2 separate regions of the Mus musculus genome follow, and region 1 is linked to region 2. The links are chromatin contacts, called in public HiChIP or PLAC-seq maps. All regions are on one chromosome and are shown on one strand. The core of a region is the stretch at or near the end of the contact, and the rest is flanking DNA. Distances in the headings are between cores, read along the strand shown. Region 1 has its middle 22 kb from the start of D14Ertd670e. Region 2 overlaps Nid2 (nidogen 2).

Evidence for each region. HiChIP or PLAC-seq counts read pairs in DNA pulled down with a chosen protein or histone mark.
Region 1: an H3K27ac HiChIP or PLAC-seq map of embryonic stem cells shows a contact between it and region 2, with 7 read pairs. The contact joins two enhancer-like sites. A contact is called at or near these places in 2 of 115 datasets of contacts at active chromatin or transcription factors (both in embryonic stem cells) and 1 of 9 other capture datasets (pancreatic islet).

What each region holds. Positions count from the first base shown.
Region 1 is chr14:19,859,052-19,862,891 of GRCm38.p6, forward strand. No RefSeq gene overlaps it. Among named protein-coding and RNA genes, the nearest start is that of D14Ertd670e, 22 kb to the left of the region's middle. Within about 2 kb of position 2,235, at least 19 of the 459 cell types and tissues checked have an H3K27ac peak or open chromatin away from gene starts, as enhancers often do. A contact at or near this core is called in embryonic stem cells, where this site is marked.
Region 2 is chr14:19,767,872-19,771,513 of GRCm38.p6, forward strand. It overlaps Nid2 (nidogen 2), which reads left to right. Exons shown (of 21, transcript NM_008695.2): 4 at 339-1,066. Among named protein-coding and RNA genes, the nearest start is that of Nid2, 18 kb to the left of the region's middle. Within about 2 kb of position 2,095, at least 48 of the 459 cell types and tissues checked have an H3K27ac peak or open chromatin away from gene starts, as enhancers often do. A contact at or near this core is called in embryonic stem cells, where this site is marked.

The sequences.
Region 1 (3,840 bases), core at 985-3,484, 91 kb after region 2:
CAGGGGTGGGAGGAGGGTGGTGGGAGGGAGAGGAATGGGATGAGGAACTGTCAGAGGGTAGACCAGGAGGAGGATAATGACTGGACTGTAAAAAAAAAAACGATTAAAGATAATAAATTAAATAGAAAGAAGGAAAGGAAGGAAGGGAGGGAGGGAGGGAGGGAGGGAGGGAGGGAGAGAGAGAGAGAGAGAGAGAGAGAGAGAGAGAGAGAGAGAGAGAGAGAGAGAGAGAGAGAGAGAAAGAAGTGTCCTTCTGAGAACAGGCCAGTAGAGGGAGCTTGTAAGAAAATATTTCTGTCTAGGAGCTGGAAAATTCCCACCGAGGAGACTCCGTGATTTTAATTATTGTAATTAATGGTAAATTCAAGCAGACTTACACAGGACACAAACCAGAACAGCCACAAATTTGCGGAGGTGCCAAGTGCAGGAAGCCCAGTGGAGAGCCTTCCAAAGTGCTATTCAAGCTCCGGGTTCCAAGCCTCATTCCCATTACATAATTCAAAAATCTGTGGGATTTAGGATGTGCAGTGTTTAGGTTCGTCAGAGCTATCTAAGCTTTCTGAGAAATTATTCCCAAGTAGAAAGTCAGTGCTGGCTGGGAGCTGTGAAGAAGCTGTTGTTCTCTAGACTTTGCCTTTCTTGCAGCTTGAAGACAGGGAGCAAGAATGTCACACTGATGGATGAAACCATCCAAGGAAAATACAGAAACTGCAATTTGAGTGCTAAGTAATTTCCATGTCAAAACTTCTCTTTTGATACATATTTTTGGTTGTGAGCCTAGCCTTTAACGGCTGAGCCATCTCTCCAGCCCTTGATACATATTTTTAATAAAATCTATCTATCTATCTATCTATCTATCTATCTATCTATCTATCTATCTATCACTGTTGTTGCTATTGTTGTATACAGAGTTTCTCTGTGTAGCCTTGGCTGGCCTAGAACTTACTCTGTAGACCAGGCTGGCCTCAAACTCAGAGTACCTCTGCCCCCTTGGGTGCTGGGATTAAAGGTGTATACCACCAGTGCCCTGCTCTTTTGAGAATTTTAATCATTATACTACAAACACCAGGTGAACTTGGCTATGGCTTTGGTTTGTTAACCCCTGATCTAAACCAACACTTAGCCCAACCTTCGAACTTCATCTGCAGTGTCTGTGTTTCTCTTCAGGAATACTTGGATAAATATTTGCTTCCTGGGCCCATGTAGAGATAGTCACCTCAAAAACAAACAAAACCCCAAACAAGAAAATTAAAAACAAACAAACAAAAATTAATCAAACAAACTACACCCCCCCACACACACACCACCACTACCACCACCACATTTCTTTGAGCACTCCAGAAAGAGAGGCAGATGGATCTCTGTGAGTTGGAGGCCAGCCTGGTCTACATTGTAAGTTCCAGGACAGTTAGTACTGTGTAGAGAGACTATGTTGTGGTAAATCTCCTCCCAAATATGCCCCGGCAATGACAACACAACTCAGTTAATATGAATACAAGCCATGCGCCTAGATTGGGCAGATCTACCGCTACACTACCATCTTCTCCTGAAAGTATAACAACGTAAAAACAGAATTCTAGGCCTTTAGGCCCAGGCTTGGGAATGTGGCCTTTGTAAAGGTATGCTAATCATAAAAGAGATAGCGACATTCCTCTACCCACCTGCTTCCTGGGTTCAAAGAGTGCTCATTCAAAGAAAGTCACCCTGGCCATTACCAGAACCTGCAATGCAAATGTTCTATTGTTAGGGGCTCTTAGAAGCTGTCTTGAGAGTTAACAATTACCAGGTATTCCTTGTGACTCTTGTAACTTTACACTTCCTTGTGACTCTTAACTGGTATCTTTGGTATCTTCCAACAACGCCCTCCCCACTTCCTTGAGTTTCTGGTTTCTTCCTTTAAATACCCCCTTACCCAGCTACTCGGAGCGCCAAGGTCCTCTACCCTGTGTGGTGTATGACCATGGGCCCGAGAGCGCTCTTGAATAAAAATCCTCTTGCAATTTGCAGCAAGACCCGTTTCTTGTGGGTGATTTTGGGGTGTCGCCTCTCCTGAGTCAGAATGTGGGGGAGCCCTCACATTGTGGGTCTTTCATTCCATCTTATCAGAACTTGAACTTAGAACTTGCAGTTTCTCCAGGCCATGTGCTTCTGCTCTGCTTTTCTTAGTCTTCTTCCTCCTCTACACCCTCTCCCTCTTCCATTTTCCCCTTCTTCCCTCCCCTACCTTCTGTTCCACCTTCCCTTTTATCTGCCCAATCATCAGCTCTCCTTTATTTTACAAATTAAGGTGGGAAGCAGGTCTACAGGAAATCACCTGAGTGGTGACTCATTCCTTGTTCACAACCACTCACAGGAGAACGGAATTAACATCCAATATAATGAGCCCCAGGACTATCTACCACAAGACTATGTCTCAAAGAACAAAACAAACGATCAAAAAGAAAAAAAAAGACTCTTTAAGGTGCCATTGTGTATTGGCTGAGCAGAGATAGCTTTTAAGGACTGGGACTGAGGAACGGAGAGATGACTCAGTGCTTCTGCAGAAGATCTAGGGTTCAGCTCCCAGCACCCACGTGACGGCTCCCAACCCCTTTGTAACTCCAGTTCCAGGGAGATCTGACACCCCTTTCTGGCCTCTGCAAACACTGCACACACATGATTCATATTCATACATGTAGGCAAAACACTCATGTGTATAATATATGAGTACATAAAAACTGGGACCCAGGTCGGGATTAATAGAAACGTGATTCTCAGAGAAAGCAGAGTTAACTGCTCCCCTGGCATGAATATCTACTGTAGGATGTGCTTGGGGTGTAGCATGCCCTCTGGTGTCCTGGTACAGAACTAAGGGAGGAGAGAAGATGCTGTTTGAGGCACTGATTGAGGCAATGGAGGTTTTTGTACAAGTGACTCAACTTTTCTAGCTTGTATATCACACTGAAAGGGAATATTACCCATTGGGGCTCTGTGAAGGAGTACAGATACGTTAGAAACTTTCACCCTGGCAAAGTACCTGACAGAAACAGCGGAAAACAGGAAGGACCTATTTCTGCTCATGGTTGCAGAAAATTGAGCCCACAGTATGCTAGGTTGGTTCTGTGGCCAGCTAGTGGAAGCATGTTCAGGCAGTTTCTTGCTTCTTGGTGGACAGGAAGCAGAAAGTCAGTCTAGGCAGAAACAGGTATAGCCTTCAAAGACAGTCTCTCAGTGACCTACTTCCCAGGCCCGCCAAAGTTTCCACAGCCTTCCAAAATGGTGTTACTAATTAGGGACCAACTGTTCAACCATGAGCCTGTTGGGGTATTTCATATTAAAATCTTCAAGTAGGCACTTAATCCATGCTAATATTTAGTATCAAGAGTTAGAGGGAAAACCCCCAAAATGCCCGTGTATAAGAACCAAGATAGGAGCTATGGATTAGAATGGAACAAGAAGATCTTAAGATAAAATGTATACCAGCCCCTCTGCCTTACCTCTGGTTTATAACTGGAGGGGAAATCCTAGGTTTTAGTACAAAACGGGCTAGGCAAGAGTGCCTAACCTTTTGATGGTGACACCCCAAAGTCAATTATAAACATCACACAGAACTATGCAGTCTGGTTACAGATAAACGAGTAAACCATAAAAGCCCTTATAAGGCTTAAAGTGAGTTTATCATTTCGTCATTTTGTGTTGAGCCTTATCCGTCACTCTCCTTGGCTGCATGTGACCCATGGGGCCATGGGCAGTACACACATGGCTCCCAGACTGATTAGCTCTTATTGGAGGAACTCTATACCTTGCTTGCCCTTAAGCTCTTTGCTAGCTTCTGACGTAGGCCACTGATAACAAGGTGAA
Region 2 (3,642 bases), core at 845-3,344:
GGGAACTGAGGGGGGGTTCATGGTCTACTCTACTGAGCAAATGAAGATCTGTTCGCAGATACTGAGTTTCAGTTTGATTAATCCATTTGTATCTCACCCGAGTGAGCAAAAAATTGTTTTAGACTTGGACATTAAAAAGTATTGCTATATCTATCATCCTCTGTCATTAATAGATTAGTCCATGTGAATCCACAGTACATTTGGAACACAAGTTTTCTTGTTAGCATGAAATTTGTGCTCTGGCTCAACTCTGATCTTTATAGTCTTTTGGTTTCAGAACAAACTCTGAAGGAGAATGAATGGACTGCTTACAATCAGCTCTTCTCCTTTGTTCTTAGGCTAAGCAACCTGGGGATTCCTGGAGTGTGGGCTTTTCACATCGGCAGCAGGTTTGCCCTGGACAATGTCCGTCCAGCCACAGTTGGAGGTGACCCTTCCACAGCCCGTTCCTCAGCACTGGAGCACCCCTTCAGCCATGCTGCAGCCCTGGAGAGCTACACCGAGGACAGTTTCCATTACTACGATGAGAATGAAGAGGATGTTGAGTACCCACCAGTTGAACCGGGGGAGGCCCCGGAAGGCCACAGCAGAATTGATGTGTCTTTCAATTCAAAGGCTGATCCAGGCCTTGTGGACGTCGGCACCTCATCTCCAGGTTCCGACCGCGCTTCTCCTTGGCCATATCCAGCACCTGGTAACTGGCCATCCTACCGGGAAACAGAATCGGCTTCTTTGGACCCTCAAACCAAACAGGGGCGGCCGGTGGGAGAGGGAGAGGTTCTGGATTTCAGGGACCCAGCGGAGCTTTTGGACCAGATGGGTACCAGAGCCCCAGCTCCTCCAGAGGCAGATGCAGCTCTCCTAACTCCAGTCAACGAAGACCTTGGGGGCAGAAACACCCAGTCCTATCCAGAGGCAGGGCCAGTGCCTTCAGAGCCAGATGTTCCTGTCCCTCCTCTGGAAGGAGAAGTCCTTCCTCATTACCCCGAGTCTGGTCACGTTCCGCCCCTGAGAGGAGGGAAGTATGTGATAGGACTGGAGGACCACGTGGGATCTAATGATCAAGGTAAGTGCATTGAACAACTTGGCATTTGGGATTTTGTTTAAAGAAAATGTAGCAGAGTTGACAAACTAGAAATGGTCAATCAACTGTGCTCATTTCTCTACTGGGCAGGCTGAGGCAGGCTGGGGCAGGCTGGGGCAGGCTGGGGCAGGCTGGGGCAGGCTGGGCAGGCTGAGGCAGGCTGGGGCAGGCTGGGGTAGGCTGGGGCAGACTCGGGTAGGCTGGGCAGGCTGAGGCAGGCTGGGGCAGGCTGGGGCAGGCTGGGGCAGGCTGGGCAGACTGGGGCAGGCTGGGCAGACTGGGGCAGGCTGGGGCAGACTCGGGTAGGCTGGGCAGGCTGAGGCAGGCTGGGGCAGGCTGGGCAGGCTGGGGCAGGCTGGGGCAGGCTGAGGCTGGAGGATTATCTAGGTTTAAGACTAGCATAGGCTATATAGAGAATTCCAGGCCAGCCTGGATTATAGAGTGAAACTTCTTCCAAAACAAAACAAAAAATACAGCTGTGGTTTTCTTCTGAGTGAATAGGTGAAAAGTTTAGCAAGCAGATTGGAACTGATTTTTCCTCCTTGTGTTTAAGGAGATAAATTCCCTTTGCCAAGTACATCTTGGCAGAAGAGTTCTTCTTGGAGCCTCCTGACCATTAATAATGTGTTCTAAAAAATTAGGCCTCATGGAGTGGGGAAAGAGCTGGGCCACTTGTGCCAGCTCTCCTCCCAAGTGTAATGAAATATTTCAGTTTGCAAGTTCAGGGAAGGTGAGCCATTTCGAGGCTTCGTAGGCATTGCAGGATGGAGGGCACAGCCATCTAGCTTTGGCTATGGTGAGTTCATTGTGCAGACTTAGGCAAACATGCTAAAGAGTCTGCAGGGGAAGATCATGGTAAACACCTCTGCCTGCTGTCATTTCTGATTCTCATCCTCACAGCTGTGGCCTTCACCTCCCCAGAACCTTATCCTCATTCCATGATGCACTGATCGTAGCCCGGGAATGCCCAGAGGGGACAGCTTTTCATCCACACTGATGGACTGGGAAACTGGCCCCAGCTTCGTCCCCCCAACCCCCCTCCCAGGGCCTGCTCACTGATCTCTGCCAGGAGGGAAGGGTCAGAGGTCACGGCTCTCTCCACAGTGTTTCAACTTTACAGTTTTTGTCAGTGTTTTGGCAAAAACATTAACCTAGCAAAGAGGACCTTCTGGTTCTGCTAGGACATTTCCTGAAGGTTCAGGAGTTAGTCAGAGAAATACTTCAGGAGGGAAGAAAACACTTTGTGTTTAACAGAGCAGAGTGTAATAGTTAGGGAAGGGACATTGGTGTCAAGATGAATCTTGGCCAAACTGAGACAACTTATTTCACCCCCAACCAAGTCTCTGATTTTCTATAAATGTATTGCCAGAATTTAATGTGAATTTATGTGACGTTCTGTGCACCTCCATTAGTCGGTTCTTTAAAAGAAAATAGCCGCTGTTGTTACTAATCTTTAGAGGACTTAAAATATGGGAAATGGGTTGGAGGATGGGTAGAGAGTGAAGAGCTAGGCTGGAAAACGAAAGAGCTGAAAACAAAAAGACTCATTAAAAAGCTTTTGACGCCTGGCTGCTTTTCGCCTTGATGAAGTCTGATGAAAGGTTGTTTCTGTAAAGTCAAAGACATGGACTTTTTTTTTTAAGGTTCTAGAACTTTCAGATCCTTCTAACAATCTCCAAAAATTTCAGTGCGGGTTCTTTCTATGTAAAGAGATTTAAAGGCATGAATCAAAGGTTTTCTCAATGAGATTTTGTGGTACAGATGTGTTTCTGAGCGGCCTTTTGTTGGGGGTTGTATTTTCCCAAGAACAGCGCACAGTTACTGAAAAGTGGATCTGTGTACAGTTGGCTGCAACCTGGGTAGCTGGATATAGCCCAGCAAAAACTGTAAACTCACTTGAAACATTCTGAGCTTTTTCTTTTATAACTCAGTCAGGGTTCTTGAAGCACGAACTTTGTAGATGACAATGTGTCACAGTGTCAAAGGTTGTGCATGGCTGTTTAAGAGCTCAGAAAAGCCTGAAGTGGGACTGACCACTGGGAACTGAGGGTAACGGCATAACTAACCCGGGAGGGGCTTGAACTGTGATATTTATCAGCTGCCAAATGTAGCCAATACTGACATCTAAATGCCAGAATGTTTCTGAAAAAGACATTCAGGGGGAGATTGCCTAACTGGAAGCTTTTAAGTCTCAGAGGAAAAAAAAAATACTGTTAGATTTTATTTAAATTATATTTTTGTGTGTTCATGTGTGCAAGTTCATGTGTGCAAAAAAAAGGGCGTTTGTGAGCTGTGTGAAGCACAGAAGCATGTAGTTGTTACTTATGCTCAGAGGAAACACTGCTGTCCCGGAGGTTTATCCAGTAGCTGTGGCCTTACTCTGGGGGTGACTGAGACCTGCACATGCCAGCTCAGAGTAGGAAGTCCCCAGCTTCCGGTGGAGGATGGCCTGAGCACCCACAGCTCTGCTGTGTAGTTTGAAGAGAGATCCTGTTAGAGCCTTATTTTCTGAAGAGAAAGCACCGATCCCAGGAAATGTTAGCTTCCCCTTTACGCGT